Regions from separate parts of the Oryctolagus cuniculus genome. Here region 1 is linked to region 2. Evidence: chromatin contacts called from public Micro-C data. All regions are on one chromosome and are shown on one strand. Each heading gives the region's core, a stretch centred on a gene start, on an enhancer-like site or on the middle of the called end of the contact. The rest is flanking DNA. Distances are from core to core; before and after follow the strand shown. Region 1 holds the start of PTPRF (protein tyrosine phosphatase receptor type F). Region 2 holds the start of ST3GAL3 (ST3 beta-galactoside alpha-2,3-sialyltransferase 3).

What was found. Hi-C and Micro-C count contacts between places; a contact is called where the count stands out from the background.
Region 1: a contact with region 2 is called in a Micro-C map of ear pinna, with 3 times the contacts expected there. The contact joins the promoter of PTPRF here to the promoter of ST3GAL3 in region 2. A contact is called at or near these places in 3 of 6 Hi-C or Micro-C datasets (ear pinna, psoas muscle and an unstated tissue).

What each region holds. Positions count from the first base shown.
Region 1 is chr7:129,510,489-129,517,145 of mOryCun1.1, reverse strand. PTPRF (protein tyrosine phosphatase receptor type F) reads left to right here and starts at 4,245. Exons shown (of 34, transcript XM_051856577.2): 1 at 4,245-4,424. It overlaps LOC103350200 (a long non-coding RNA gene), which reads right to left and starts at 4,120. Exons shown (of 3, transcript XR_007923657.2): 1 at 3,986-4,120; 2 at 3,511-3,618; 3 at 1-2,944.
Region 2 is chr7:129,354,376-129,361,297 of mOryCun1.1, reverse strand. It overlaps ST3GAL3 (ST3 beta-galactoside alpha-2,3-sialyltransferase 3), which reads left to right and starts at 3,368. Exons shown (of 8, transcript XM_051856573.2): 1 at 3,368-3,608. KDM4A (lysine demethylase 4A) reads left to right here. Exons shown (of 22, transcript XM_008265389.4): 21 at 238-330; 22 at 459-1,713. The coding sequence ends at 599.

The DNA of each region.
Region 1 (6,657 bases), core at 2,996-5,495, 150 kb before region 2:
CCAGGCTGGCGGCAGGAGGCAGCCAAGGCAGCTGACGGGTTCGCTAAGCTGACCACAGAGGTGTGGCCACTGGGCTCAGGACAACGAAGGCGGACAGTGTCGCAGGCAGCGCGATTTCAGTGCAGTGTTGCTCCAGGGAGCCGGATGGGAGCAGGAGGTGGCAGGGCGCAGGCAGCGTCTAGAGACTGCTCCTGGGGCTGTTGTGGAAGACGGCAGAGAAACATTCCAGCCTGTCCCCCTCCGGAGGGGGCCTGGGCTCAAGGCAGGGGGTCTTTGGTGAGGACCTGGGATGCGTGGCCGTGACTGTGACCAGGTGACGACGACACAGTGCAGGGGATGCAGCAGACAGCACAGGAGCAGAGAGCAGGGCCCCGGAGGAGCCAGAGCCTCCTGAGCAGGGGCTGGGGGCACCGTCCGCTAGACGGCAGGGAGGGGGGCATGGGGAGGAGCAGGTGTGCATGGGGTGTGGATTTGGTAGTGGGGACATGGGGCAGTCCTTCGCAATGGCTCCTGCTTTCTCAGAGGAGCACGAGGGGAGGTCACCACGCAGTGATGTGCGGAGAGATGAACTCCAGATCCCACCAGGAAGGGACGGGAGGCATCAGCCAGGATTTTGTGCTCTAAGGCCTGGGCCTCTTCCCTCCCGACCCCATACCCCAGGAGGCACACGGGCTGTTTGGGGGTCCTGGCGTCTCCAAGAAGGCGACCATCCCTTGCCTTGGGGCATTGGCTTTCCATGGAGGACGGGCCTTTTCTCTCCCACTCCTCTCTCTAGAAAGGGGCTGGGGGTGACCAGCCACACCCAAGACTGAGAGCTGTGGCTCTCGGGGGCCTGGGGCGGGGCCCCACTTGTAAGAGCGGGGCCAGGAGCACCAGGCTGCCCAGGTGAGGCCTCGCAGCTGCAGGCCAAGGTGATGTCTGCAGCAGAAACAGTGACCTCAAAATACTTGTGCCTTTCCCCACAAGGCAGTGGCCCTCAGACTGACCTCCCCCGTGGCCGTGCAGGCCCCTGGAGCTCTCGGCTGGCTGGGGCGAGGTGAGCGGCGCTTCAGTGAAAGGCCAATCTGCTGATGGGGGGCGAGGGTGGGGCGGAGACTTCAGCTGAACATAATTCAATTTAAAGCAACTGCGAGATGAAGAGAGGGACTGATGGCACGAGTTTGAGGAGAGTGTCCGGGGGCCCAGGCCCTGGCCCGAGAGTGAACAGTGAGTGGAAGCTGACAGCTGCTCTCCCCGCACCCAGCGCCCTGGGGCCCGGGCACAGCAGACACAGAGCTGCCACGTGGTGCCACTCGGCCTTCACACATGAGCACAAGGACATCCCTGCCCGCCAGGCACAGGAGCAGGGCGGCAGGGCGGCCCCACACGGACCTGGCGCTCGGAGTCTGGCCATCTGGACAGAGCCGTGGCTCTGCTCCTTCAGGCGTGTTCACACCCTCCCGGGCCCGGCCACCTGAGGTCCTTGTCCTGTGGCCCTGCGGCCTGGCCTCTGGCTTATTCCCTTGGCTCTTGTCTGCTTCCAGGTGCTGTGCCTGCTGAGAGCCGGGCAGGCTGCCCAGAGGCATCCCCCTGCCCTGTCTTAGCAAACACTTGGCCACATACGGGACCAAAGATGGGCAAGCTAGGTGCTAGAGACCGATGGCTGGAGAGTCTGAGGACCCGTGTCCCCCTGGGGTTTGAAGCAAGAGCCTGGTCAGCTCAGCAGGGAGAGGGTCTGCTGACTTCCATCGCAGGGCTGCTGGCTCCTGCCCACCGAGTTCTGTCTCCTAGGCCACAGCGCTGGGAAGAGGGAACAGGCTTGCCATACCCACTGAGGCCAGGCGAGCGGGCACACAGGCCAGCACCCACCACCAGCCCCACTTCCAGCACAGGCCAGACCCACAACCTGAGGTCAGGACACACTCTAAGGTATGGCCAGGGAGCCCTGCCCTCACCTGGGCATTTCTGTCTGATGGTCTCTTGAATGTGGAGAGGGAAGCTATCTGTCTGTCCTGTAGGTGGCAAGCACCCATTGCCTGCCAGGCCCCTGCACCAGCCCGGGGCTGACAGCAGACAGGGCAGACTGTCTTGCCTTCAAGGGGCCCACATCTGCGAGCAGAGGAGACAGACACGGCTACAGACAGGGGTGACCAGAGCCTTAGGGACGGCTCTAAATAGGTGCAGCTGGTGCCAAGGGACCACACGAGGTAGAGCACGTCTCAAGGGGCGATACCCCATCACCATGCACAGCAGATTCTGCGAGCAGACTGGTTTTGTGTGGCCCAGAACCTCAAAGTCAGAATCTGTTCCCTTCTCTGTGCGTGTCTCTCACGGAGCCATGTGGTCTCCAGCCTCTGTAGGACTGACCACCAAGGAGCAGACGGGACCGCAGGAGAGAAAGACTGGCACTTCCGGTCCAGGCATTACAAGAAGTGGGGAACAGGGAGGGCGAGCAGCCCCGGGGCGGGGGGAGTGAGTGCAGAACTCTGTCTCGGTTACATGGACCTGGGGTTCAGATGAGAGGCCCAGACTGCAGAGACATGGTTGCTGGTGGGCGAATCGGTCCAGGAAAAGGCAGCTCAGCAGGAAAAAGGGGAGGCCTAAGGCAGAGCGCTAGAAGAGAACTGGAGAGAGAGTAGCCGGTGTGGGAGTGTAGGCCAGGGGCACCAAGTAGAAAGACTTTTCCTAAGTCAGCAACGCACGGACATAATTGGCTGAAGATTACACTTTTTAAAAACTGGGGGTGGAGCCGAACCCTCAAAGTTCTGAAACAGAAGCAAAAATGCCAAAAAATGCACGAGCGTTGCAATACCTCCCCCCACAGTACTCCAAAATTACCAAGGGGCGTAAAACCACTGACTGAGACACTCATTTTTGACCTGTTTGTCATCTGGAAGGAATCCTTTGCCCGGCATCGCTGGAGCCATCCGCTCGTCACACACCAGGGGGCGCACGCGCACCGTTTCTGAATCCAAGTCCGCGACAAAAGCAGGCAGTGAATTAGGTGTTCATCAGAACTTGGTGCTCACATCCATAAGCCCCAGTGCAGGCTTCCCCTTTACGTCACCACTGTGACCCCAACAACCTCCAAATCTCGTTTGTTCCTCCCCGACTCCAAACCCCCAGGGGTATCAGAGAGGCCCCAAGGAGACTGGGACTCCTCCCGCACCCCTCACATGACCGCACTGGGGGTGGGGTGAGTGGGCTACAGGAAGGGGCTTTGGGGGAGGGACCTGGAGGCAGGAGCTTTGGTGTCACCATTGGAGCTCACCAGTTCCCATCGGCATTAGGACTGTGGCATAAATCTTCAGGTGGGCTAAGGGTGTAGCCCACAAACTTACAAACGCATTTGCGTTTCGTGTGAGATGTCAGAGACTCACTATTGAGGTTAATATCCGGTTTGGAATTCAAGGGCCAATTTATACCAGCCGGAAATTGCATAGATACCCGGTAGCCTCTGGTTAAGGCTGACACCAGATCAGAAGAGTGGAGGGAGAGCGGGCAGGAAGGGAGCTTGTGAGGGGGTCTCACCAAGGGCTGGATCAGGTGAGGTCCTCAGCGGGTTCAACGGTGGGTGGGGTCCAAGGTCCGTTTCTGTGCTGGGGCCCCTTTTCCAATTACTCAATCTCAATTCTGGAGCTGAGAATGTGAACAGAAAGTGTGCCGGGAATGGAATTTTGTGGAAGGGTTGGGGCTCAGCAGAAGGTGGCTACTGGCCCTTAGAGGGCTCCACGTGGGTACTGGAGTCCACTGACCACCAGGGATGGCGCCAGTGTTATGATCAAGGTTAGGGTGGGCAGCAGTTGTAAAAGGGTTTAGGGCCAGAATTGGTATTTGGGGGCATTATAATACAGGGGTCCAGGTCAGAATGACTACTCGTGTCCACTCGGGGACAGATTTAGGGGGTTGCAGTCAGTATTGGGGTTCGGGGTGGGTGTGGGCCCAGTATCAGTCTCAGATCTGCACGGGTAGGAAATGGGATCTCACGGCACCATCAGGTCCTTACGAGGCTCGGGAGCCACTAGTAGGAGCTGCACTTCGTGGAGTTGAGATGTGTTGGCGCTCACCGCTGGGGCTCAGGCCCCACGCTGGGGCTCCGGTCGGCTTAGACGTGCGCGGTTGGGTTGTGCTCTGGCTAGGCCTACCCGGCTCCGCGGCTCCACCAGCGCGAGCGCACGAGGGGAGGGGCGGTACCGGGGACGCGCACGGCAGGGGCAGGGGCGCGGGCGCGGGCGCGGGCGGGGGCGCGCGGCTGGAGCTGGCGCGGGAGCGGCGGCGGCGGCAGAGGCGGCGGCTCCGGCTCGGGCTCCGGCTCGGGCTTCGGCTCCAGCTCCGGTGGCGGTGGCGGGAGCGGGACCAGGTGCCCGCGGCGGCGGCAGAGGAGCGGGAGCGGCGGCCTCGGCAGCGTGGGGGGGACATGCGGACCGACGGCCCCTGGATAGGCGGTGAGTGACCCCCGGGGCTCCCCTCCAGTCCCCTCCGCGCCCGTTCCTTTCCCACTCTCCCCGCCCTTCCCCCGCGTCCACCCAGCGGAGCCGGGGGCGGTCCCGGGGGGGTTGGGGGCGCCGCTTAGGCCGGGCCGCGCCCCCACCTGCCGCGCCCGCAGCCTCGGCAAGCCCCCCCACCCCCGGCCCAGCCTGGCGGCTCCTCCCCGCCTTTACCCCGCGGCGGACGCGCCCCCCCTCCCCCCCGCCGCCGGCTCGCCCGCTCGCTCCCCGCCGCACCTGAACCGCAGCCCGCGCCCCCCCAGTGCAAAGTTTGCCGTTTGCATTTTTGCGCCCCCTCGCTGATCCCGCCTCGCCCCCCCCAACCCCGCCGCCCCGCTTCTGGGCGGACGCGCTCCGGGGGCGGCCCTCGGCTTCCCACCCCCCCAACTCCGGGCGGGTCCAGGCCGCGCCCCCGCCCCCGCCGCACCGGCGCCCCCTCCCAGCCGGCGGGGGATCCGCAGCCGACGCGCTCCCGGTTCGCTCGCGGCCCCGGCGCACGTGCGGTCCCGGGATGTGCCGGGTGCGAGTTCGGAGCCCCCCACTCTCTGGTCGCGAGCGCGGGCCGGCGAGGGGCTCGGGCGGGCTGCACCCACCCCCACCCCCACCCCCACCCCGAGGCTGGGCCCTGAAGGCCCTGGAGCGGCCTGTCCCGGGAGGACGTGTCCACTCGGACCCGCTCCGAAAGTTCACTCCGTCGCCACCCCGCGTCCCGTCCCGTGCCAGCGTGCCGGTCCCCAGTCGCCGGGCCCACGTCCCGGTCTCGGCTTCTTCCTGTTTGCCTCCGTGTGTTCCTGCTTTCCAGTTCCAGCCCTGCAGCCCCAGGGCCTCTCCCGGGGTGCCCGTGTTCCCCTCCCGCGGTCTCCGTGTGCTCCCTCCCGGGGTGCCCGTGTTCCTCCCCGGGGTCTCCGTGTGCTCCCTCCCGGGGTGCCCGTGTTCCTCCCGGGGTCTCCGTGTTCCCTCTGGCTGGAGCTCCCCGCCCCTCTCTGCCTTCTCCCCGCTGCGTCTCCGTGCTTTCCTCCCCAGGTGTTCAGCCCTCTTGGCGCCCCACACCCCCTCTGCGGGGTCCCCTCCCCCATGCCCATGGAATGCTGCCCCTCAGGTTCTTCCGCCCCTGAGCCGGGGAGGGCCTGGCCTTTCTCCCCATTTCAACAACCCCCTCCCCAGTGCCGGGCCCCAGTGCAGCAGCCTGAGGGGGGTGGGGAGGGTGGGGAGTACAACCTGTCTGAGCTGGGAGATGGGGGGGGGGGCTCTCTGGATTCCCCTGGAGGGAGCAGCAGGGCCCGGCCGGGATGCTGGTGGCTGCGGCCCCACCTTGGCTTCTGAAGGGACCAGGGCCGGGATCCAAAGGGACCCTGAGCCAAATCATCTGGCTGGCGACTCCAGGAGCGTGCCCGGGACTGGGGGGTTGGGGGGCCTGGGGAGCTGTGCAGGGGGGGCTGGCTGGGAAGGGGTCCTCTCGGGGAGCCTCTGGCAGCCTCAGGGAGCAGGTGGGATCCAGACGGGAGTCCTGGTAATTCTGGGCTTGGCTCCACGTTAACTCTTGCTTCAGGGAGCGTGGAAATCCCTGTTTTTACTTTACTGATTGTATGAATGAGCCTCCGGCTTCAGGAGGGAGCAGGTGAAACTCCCCAAGTTGAGCCCTTCCCCGGGCCACACACTGTGCACACTCCTGCCCCTCCCACCTGTCCCACACTCCGCTCACCCCCTCACCCCACGTTCACTTGCCTGCTTGGCCTCACACTTGCACGCTTGGGCCTGCACGCCAGCCAGTGCTCAGCAATCCGGCACGCTTGCACACTCCACAGCACACGTGTGCACACGCCGACTCAGTCCTGCTCGCACTTTCCCTCTTAGCCCTGGAAATGTCTTCTTGGTTGTGCTGTCTCTTCCAGTAGCGCCGCATCTCCCTTCATTCAGGAAATTGTTTTCACATAATACCTTCCTTCCTCTCTCACAGCCACTGGCCTCCCCCCTGTGCAGCCTTGCGTGCGCCCTGGTTGGGGTGGCGCACGGGGCTTTGCGAGTGAGGAGGGTAGTCTGTACTTCAGCTGGGAAGACCACAGCGAGGTCTTTCCTTGGGAGTTGTGTGGATGTGCAACCAAATGCGGAACTTGGTGATTTGCCCCCTCTTTTTCCCATCTTGAGGCTCCTGCGGTAGAGCCTACGAGGCCCACCACGGCTCCTCTGCTTT
Region 2 (6,922 bases), core at 2,119-4,618:
TTTGGTGCTTCTTCTTGGAGCACAGGCAAGTCTTTGTTCTTGGGAGAATGAATGGGTTGGTAACAGCCCTTCCAGAACTAAGGTTTGCCTGTGTCCAGGCCGCCAGGTAAGGCTTCAGACATGCCAGGCCTTCAGCATTCTAATCCTATTTTGGGCTTCAAGATACTGCCACTGCACTTGGTGGACCAGGGAGAAAGTCAGGGGTATTCCAGCAAGAGACCTTTGTTTCCTTGGCAGGTGGAGTTTGAGGATGGCTCACAGCTCGTGGTTAAGAGAGATGATGTGTACACGCTGGATGAAGAGCTTCCCAAGAGAGTCAAGTCCAGGCTGGTGAGTGTGTGTTCTCTGAGCCCTTAGTTCCTGCCCGGGCGGGAGGGAGCAAGACGAGGACGTGTCCCTGTTTTCACTCGGGGTGGTTGACCACAAAGTGATTATTTGGCTTGCCTGTTTTTCTGTAGTCAGTAGCCTCAGATATGCGATTCAACGAGATTTTCACAGAAAAAGAGGTAAAGCAAGAAAAGAAGCGGCAACGGGTTATCAACTCCAGATACCGGGAAGATTATATCGAGCCTGCGCTATACCGAGCCATCATGGAGTAGGTGCTTCCAAGGGTCCAAGAGGATCCCAGCCACGGAGGCAAGCGCACTCGGGGGTCCACAGCACAGCAGACACTTGGGACTCGGAAGAAGGCTCTGCGAGTGAAGTTGTAAAAAGAAGAAGGAATGAACTAGCTGATCCCTTCACCTCCCCCCACCCTCCTCGAATTCCATGTAGTGAAAGGACCAGCCATCTCTGGACATGTGGCAGCAGCCTCTGGTCTCCCAGCTGAGGGGCTGAGCACTGGAATGCTGTGGCTGCACTGGCCCCAGTCCATAAAAGGGGTCGCCTGTGCTGGCTGGGCTGGTTGCCCTGTTCCTGGCCTGGGACTTAGCTTCCTAATGAGCACCTGCACCAACTAGTCAGAGGTGCTGGTACTTGTCCCTACCCCCTTTTTGTATTTATGTGTGTGCGTGCGTGCGCCTGCGTGCGTGGGTATGTGTGTTTGGTCTGGACCAGCTTCTGCCAGCCCCTGGCCTTTACTTTCCTCCTTGCCTATGCAGGGCAAACAAAATGTGAAATTCTGCCCTCAGCTGAGCTGAGTAAGGGCCCCTGGGGTTGGCCGGAGGTGGGTGTGGCATCTGTCCAGGCCTGGAACATGTCTAGAGTGCTGGCAAAGCTGCAGTATTGAGATGCTAAGGAGTCACTGCCACCTCTTGTCCTCCCTTGAAGGAGCGCATAGGGCTAATGGGGGACTCGTCCTCCGCATTCTAGGCAAGGAGGCCGCGTGGCACAGTGTTAGAGGGTGTCAACGGGGGATACCCTGAAGGGGAATTTTTAATGATTGAAGCAGGCAGAGCCTGGTGAGTGATTCAACAGAATTGCAATCATGCAGGGGCTGGGGGGTGGTTAGGATGAATTGGGGTTGCTGGAGGCCAGGGGCAAGTGTGGATGTGCTCTTGGTCTGGGGGTGGGAGGGAGCTGATTTGGGGCGGGGGGTGGGACTAGAGGGCAACAACGAAGGGGTTAAACAGGATTTTGCTCCTCATGCATTTGTTTGCCTGGGCCCAGGATTGGAGGGCTTTACACCTATACTCTATGTATACAAGAATCAGATTTATAATACTTCCCCTTTTTTGTTACGTATGAACGCTATAAACCAAATTATTTTGAAAACCGGTGCATCACCTTGTCCTTAGCAATAAAATATGTTAAGCAGAGGATCGGCTTTGTCTGCCCCACGGAGCCCAAGAGGCCCAGGGTCAGGCTCAGGCGGACCTGGAGTCACAGGGCCCTGGAAGCAGGGCGTGTGTTTGAAGGGGAACCAGTAAAGCAAGACCTGCAAAGCTGTCCAGAGATGGCTGCTTCCTTGTCAGCTTCCATCTATTAGGACAAGCACAGTGGGACGGGGGGGCAGGGACGTCTTTGTGCTCCCTCTGCCTTGGAGGAGGAAATGGGAAAGGCCTAGCTCCACTGCCTGCCCTTGTGTCCCATCTGATACATTTTCAATGGGCGGGGCTGGTCTGAAAGGGAAGTGCCCAAAGCGGGAGTCCCTGAGGCCATTCCCTGAGCTGCCTGTTTGGCGAGACAGTACCTGGAGGAATACCAAGTTCCCTTGGCCTGGTGGGTCCCTCAGGCCAAAGTGGACAGCAGTAGGGGTCATAGGGTAGGAAGGGGGCACTCCTGTGGCTTGCTTGGCCTGTCCAGGTGAAGGAGAGGCTAGGGGCAGCTCAGTTCCTCCCAACCCTGCTTTGTGTCCCTGGGCTTGCCAAGTGGCTTATTTGGTATCTCAGTGTGGGGGAAGGGAGGAGCAGCAGGTGTTGGGCACTTTTCCATGTGAACGAAGAATTCCCAGGGGAGCTGGGCAGCGCCAGGCCTTACTGGATCAGTGAGTGGGCACTGTGGTCACTTAAGTTTGCCAGAGGGACACTTCCCACCTTTCTCCATGGTGTCCCAGAGCTCAACTCCCCCCTCATTGAGCCCCCTGTCCCCATCCTTGCCCAGAGCCCTTTGGGGCTGGGTGCCTGGTGTAATCCCAAGAGTTCTCACTCAACAGTCAGCCATTCTTCCTAGAAACCTTGCACGTCTCAACACTTGTCAACAGGAATAACCCCGGACTTTCCCAGCTCACAGAACTGGCCTCATGCTCCCCCGCTGCCCTCCGGCCACCGCCTATTTTAGGCCCCTCTAAGAAGCCTTTTGCCACAGCCACCCGCCTTCCCTGGGTAAAGGAGGATCTTTGGATTGGCGTCCAAGGATTGTCGTCCAAATTCCCCCGTACTGCGGAGAAATGAGATTTTACATTGTTCCCGAGGGCATACCGGGTACGACCTCCCTGCTGGAATGGAGTGGGGTTGGGAGAGCACGGGACCCCTGCAGTACATAGGTGGGTTAAGGCGGGTTGCCGAACTAGACGTTTCCTACGAGGCCCTGTACCACGGAGCTGGAGGGGCCCGCGGGGGTCCAAGGCCTCGGGCTACGAGAGCACTAGCGGGGGTTCATGGCACGGAGGACTACACGGGCGTGCCCTCACTTGGCACTCCCGCTCGGCCAAGGAACCGTCCTCTGGTCGGTTAAGGCGGGGAGGAGGGCTCCTCAGGGCAGCAGGATGCCAGAGAGGACGTGGCGAGGGCGTGTGCGCTCCAGCTCAGCAACCCCTGGCCGGCGCATCCTGCGCTGCCCGGCACCCGCGGTGGGCGGGCCTGAAAACTCTGAGTTCCGCGTCTATTGGGCGGCCCCGGCCTGTGCCCGCCCACTTGCTCAGCGCAGCTCCGCATTGGTCCGCACAGCGCCCCGCCCGGCTCCCGCGAGCTCATTGGCGGTGTAGGCCCGACCCCCGGCAAGGGCGCCGAGGCGGAGAGCGGGATTGGTGGTCCCGCCGTCCCCGGGTCGCGGCCGTGCGCCCCGCCCGCCGCTGCGTCCCCACTATGGCGGCGCCCATGCAGCCCACCGCGTCGTGGGCGCCCGCCGGGGTACCCCGCGGCTGCCGCCGCAGCCTGCGCCGCCGCCTGCGCCTTCCTGCCTCGCGTGGGGCCGGGCACCGCCTCCCCCCTGCTTCTCTCTCCGCTGCGGTAAGATCCTGCCCCACGCGCTTCGGGGCGCGACGGCCGCGGCTAGCGGTCCAGCGCCGCCCCCTCCTCGGCCGCGGCCCCGGGTGGAGCGCGGAGCGCGCGACTGTGCTGGGGAAGCAGAGGTCGGGGCGCGGCTCCCGGGTTCCCCGGGCTGGGGTCCTGCACGACCTCGCCTGGGAGGGGGCTCCATGCAGGCCAGGGCAGAGGAAGGCCGACTTGCTCTGCTCGCTGGTCGAGCGCTCGGAGGTCACCTGCGCGCGAGACCCCGCAGCTCTGTGGAAGGACGCGGTGGTTCGGGCCCGCGGTGGGAAGAGGAGGGAAAACTGCAGGCAGAGAGCCCGAGCGGGAGTCGGCGCCTACTGGCCTGCGCGCGTTCGGATCTTCGGGGGCACCGGGGTCACATTTGCTTGGCAGAGTACCCTCTTGCGTCTGCCCTTCTGGCGCTTTCTCCCCTATTGTGTCCCGCCTTGCTGGAGACGGCGGCTTAGCGAGGAGCGCGCGTTTGGTTAGGAGGGCGTCCCGTGAGCGCGTGGGGTTCCTTAACGACAGCGCCCGCTGTCACTGCTTCCTCAGTAAACCTCACTTTTGTTTGTGTTTCTCTTACATAACAAGGAAGGAATGAAACGTGAGAACGCGTTGTCCTAATTAGTTGAAGAAGGAATGGTGTCCTGGAAAGGACACCATACAAACTTCCCCGTGGGTCTTTGAATTGTCTGTGTTATATGTAGATGGTGAACGTAGGAACAAACCAAAACAAACCCAGGACTTATGAGATGGCTGAAAGTAAGAAGTCTCTCAGGACAAGTGGGGTTATTTCTTAGCTCAGGTCCCTGCCCTGTCTGGTGGCTCCTCAAGGTGGGAGTCAGGCCAGGGGCCATCTGGATCGTTCAGGGGCTGTTGAAAATCGTCTGCCTAAAAGTTAGCTTGCTGTAGATTTACTGAATTTTGAGGTTGCCTTGGCACCCAGGCCAAATGATTTCTTGGGCCTCATACAGCCAGTGGACTGGACATTCCCCACCCCTGGTCTGGAGGATTAAAAGGAAGCTGGCACACGGATTTATGACTAAATAGTATTCTCAAATAATCTCTTAAGGCAACAACAGCTGTTAAGCTCAGGGGTTCTTAAGGATATTTGAGGTATTAAATTGGTGAATCCATTTCACATGTCTAAGTGTCTTAACTGTGGTTTAATAAAAGTAAATTACTAAAGGTGAACCGAGACGTGCATGTTCTTAGAGACCGATTCACTCTGGATCGGTCAGGTGTGTGCTGCGTACATGTTTTGTGCGAGGCATTGGCTGAGGGGAACTCGGAGGCATCCAGTACAAAAGGTAGGTTGATGGCGTCCTTCCGAGAAGCGCCGCTGTGGCAGGTGGAGCAGGGGGTGACGCGCGGGAGTGCTCCTTCCTTCAGGTGAAGCTCGAGCTGACCCTCAGAAGGGACAGCAGCAGCACTGGGGCTGTCGTTGTCACTTTTCTGATGAGCTGCAGCTGTCTGGGGTAACAATTCCTTCAGCTACACAGGTTCTGCGTCTCAAGTTCATTCTTCTTTTCTCTCCACGTCCAGCTGGTTGCCAGGTCTTGCTGAGGTTCCTGCCACCCCATTTCTGGCATCTGCTGCTTTGCACCCCTGCTGTCATTACACCACTTTGAGGAGCCTTGATACTGTTCACGTGCATTTCCCCATGCCCGTGCAGTGCTCCAGAAACCCCCTAACATTTTGTTCTTGTCTCCCATCTTTCCATGTGAAGTGCTGTCACTTCTGGCCAAGACCCTCAGCCTCTACTCTCCCCACCGCGATCCCGTGTGGAGTTAGGTGCAGACCAGCCTGGCATGGACAATTCATTTCTTGCCACTCCCTTAGAATTTTTTGTCTTTTCTTGATCAGTGGAAATCTTCACGCTTTGTGTTCCATGTTCTTGTTGGTCTTGCCTATCTTAAATGACGCCCTTGGCCCTCTGATTGTTGTGCTTATGATGGGGAACTTGCATTGTAGAGTTTGTCTTTCCTTTCCTCCCAGGGGGAAGAGCTGTCTCTCCTGCCACCTTACCACCAGGGCCTGGCCTTTTGCCATAATTGCCTTAATCCTTTGTGTACTCGCAACGGAAGACTGATGCTTTTGCAAAACATGAGTTGTTGGGTTCATCATCTGGTACAGTGTTTTTACAGGGGAGGTACTTGACAGATACTTTTTTTTTTTTTTGGACAGGCAGAGTGGATAGTGAGAGAGAGAGACAGAGAGAAAGGTCTTCCTTTTGCCGTTGGTTCACCCTCCAATGGCCGCCATGGTTGGTGCGCTGCGGCCGGCACACCGTGCTGATCCGAAGGCAGGAGCCAGGTGCTTCTCCTGGTCTCCCATGGGGTGCAGGGCCCAAGCACTTGGGCCATCCTCCACTGCCTTCCCTGGCCACAGCAGAGAGCTGGCCTGGAAGAGGGGCAACCGGGACAGAATCCGGTGCTCCGACAGGGACTAGAACCTGGTGTGCCGGCACCGCTAGGTGGAGGATTAGCCTATTGAGCCACGGCGCCGGCCGACAGATACATTTTTATATTAAAGAGCTTTGATTTAGGAGGAGTGCAAAGACGATCCTTTGTGCAATCAAAATGTGCATTATAAAATCTGTGAATGAAGTTACTCATGTGAGAGCATCCGCTATTGAGAGACGGGAAGTAAATGGTCTGAGTGGCTTGGCTTAGGCTGTATTAACCTAAAGCTCCAGACTCCAGTGGCTTCAGCAGAATGAGAGTTGACTCCTCTCTCATGCTGCCAGCCCAGTGTGAGCACACGTGGAGCTCTGCTCCTCGTGGCCACTCAGGGCCCCAGGTAGATGAAGAAGTGGTGGTCAAGTGGTCACTGGCTTTTTTTTTTTTTTTTTTGAAGATTTTCATTTATTTGAAAGACAGAGTTATAGAGAGAGGGAGAGCGAGAGAGAGAGAGGTCTTCCATCCACTGGTTCACTCCCCAGATAGCCACAATGGCTGGAGCTGCACCAATCAGGAGCCAGGAGCTTCCACCGGGTCTCCCACATGGGTGCAGGGGCCCAAGGACTTGGGCCATCTTGGATCGGAAGAGGAGCAGCTGAGACTAGAACCAGCACCCACATGGGATGCTGGCGCTTTAGACCTGGACTCCAACCCGCTGCACCACAGCGCTGGCCTCGACTCTGGCTTTTTAAGTTTCTGTCTCAGTGTGGCCCATGTCTCTTTCATTCACGTTGCATTGGCCTAAGCAAGTCCCACGGCCATGCCTAACTTTAAAGAAGGATAGAGGATTGCACATGCCTGGGAAGCAGAGAGCCAGAAGTACCTGATGAG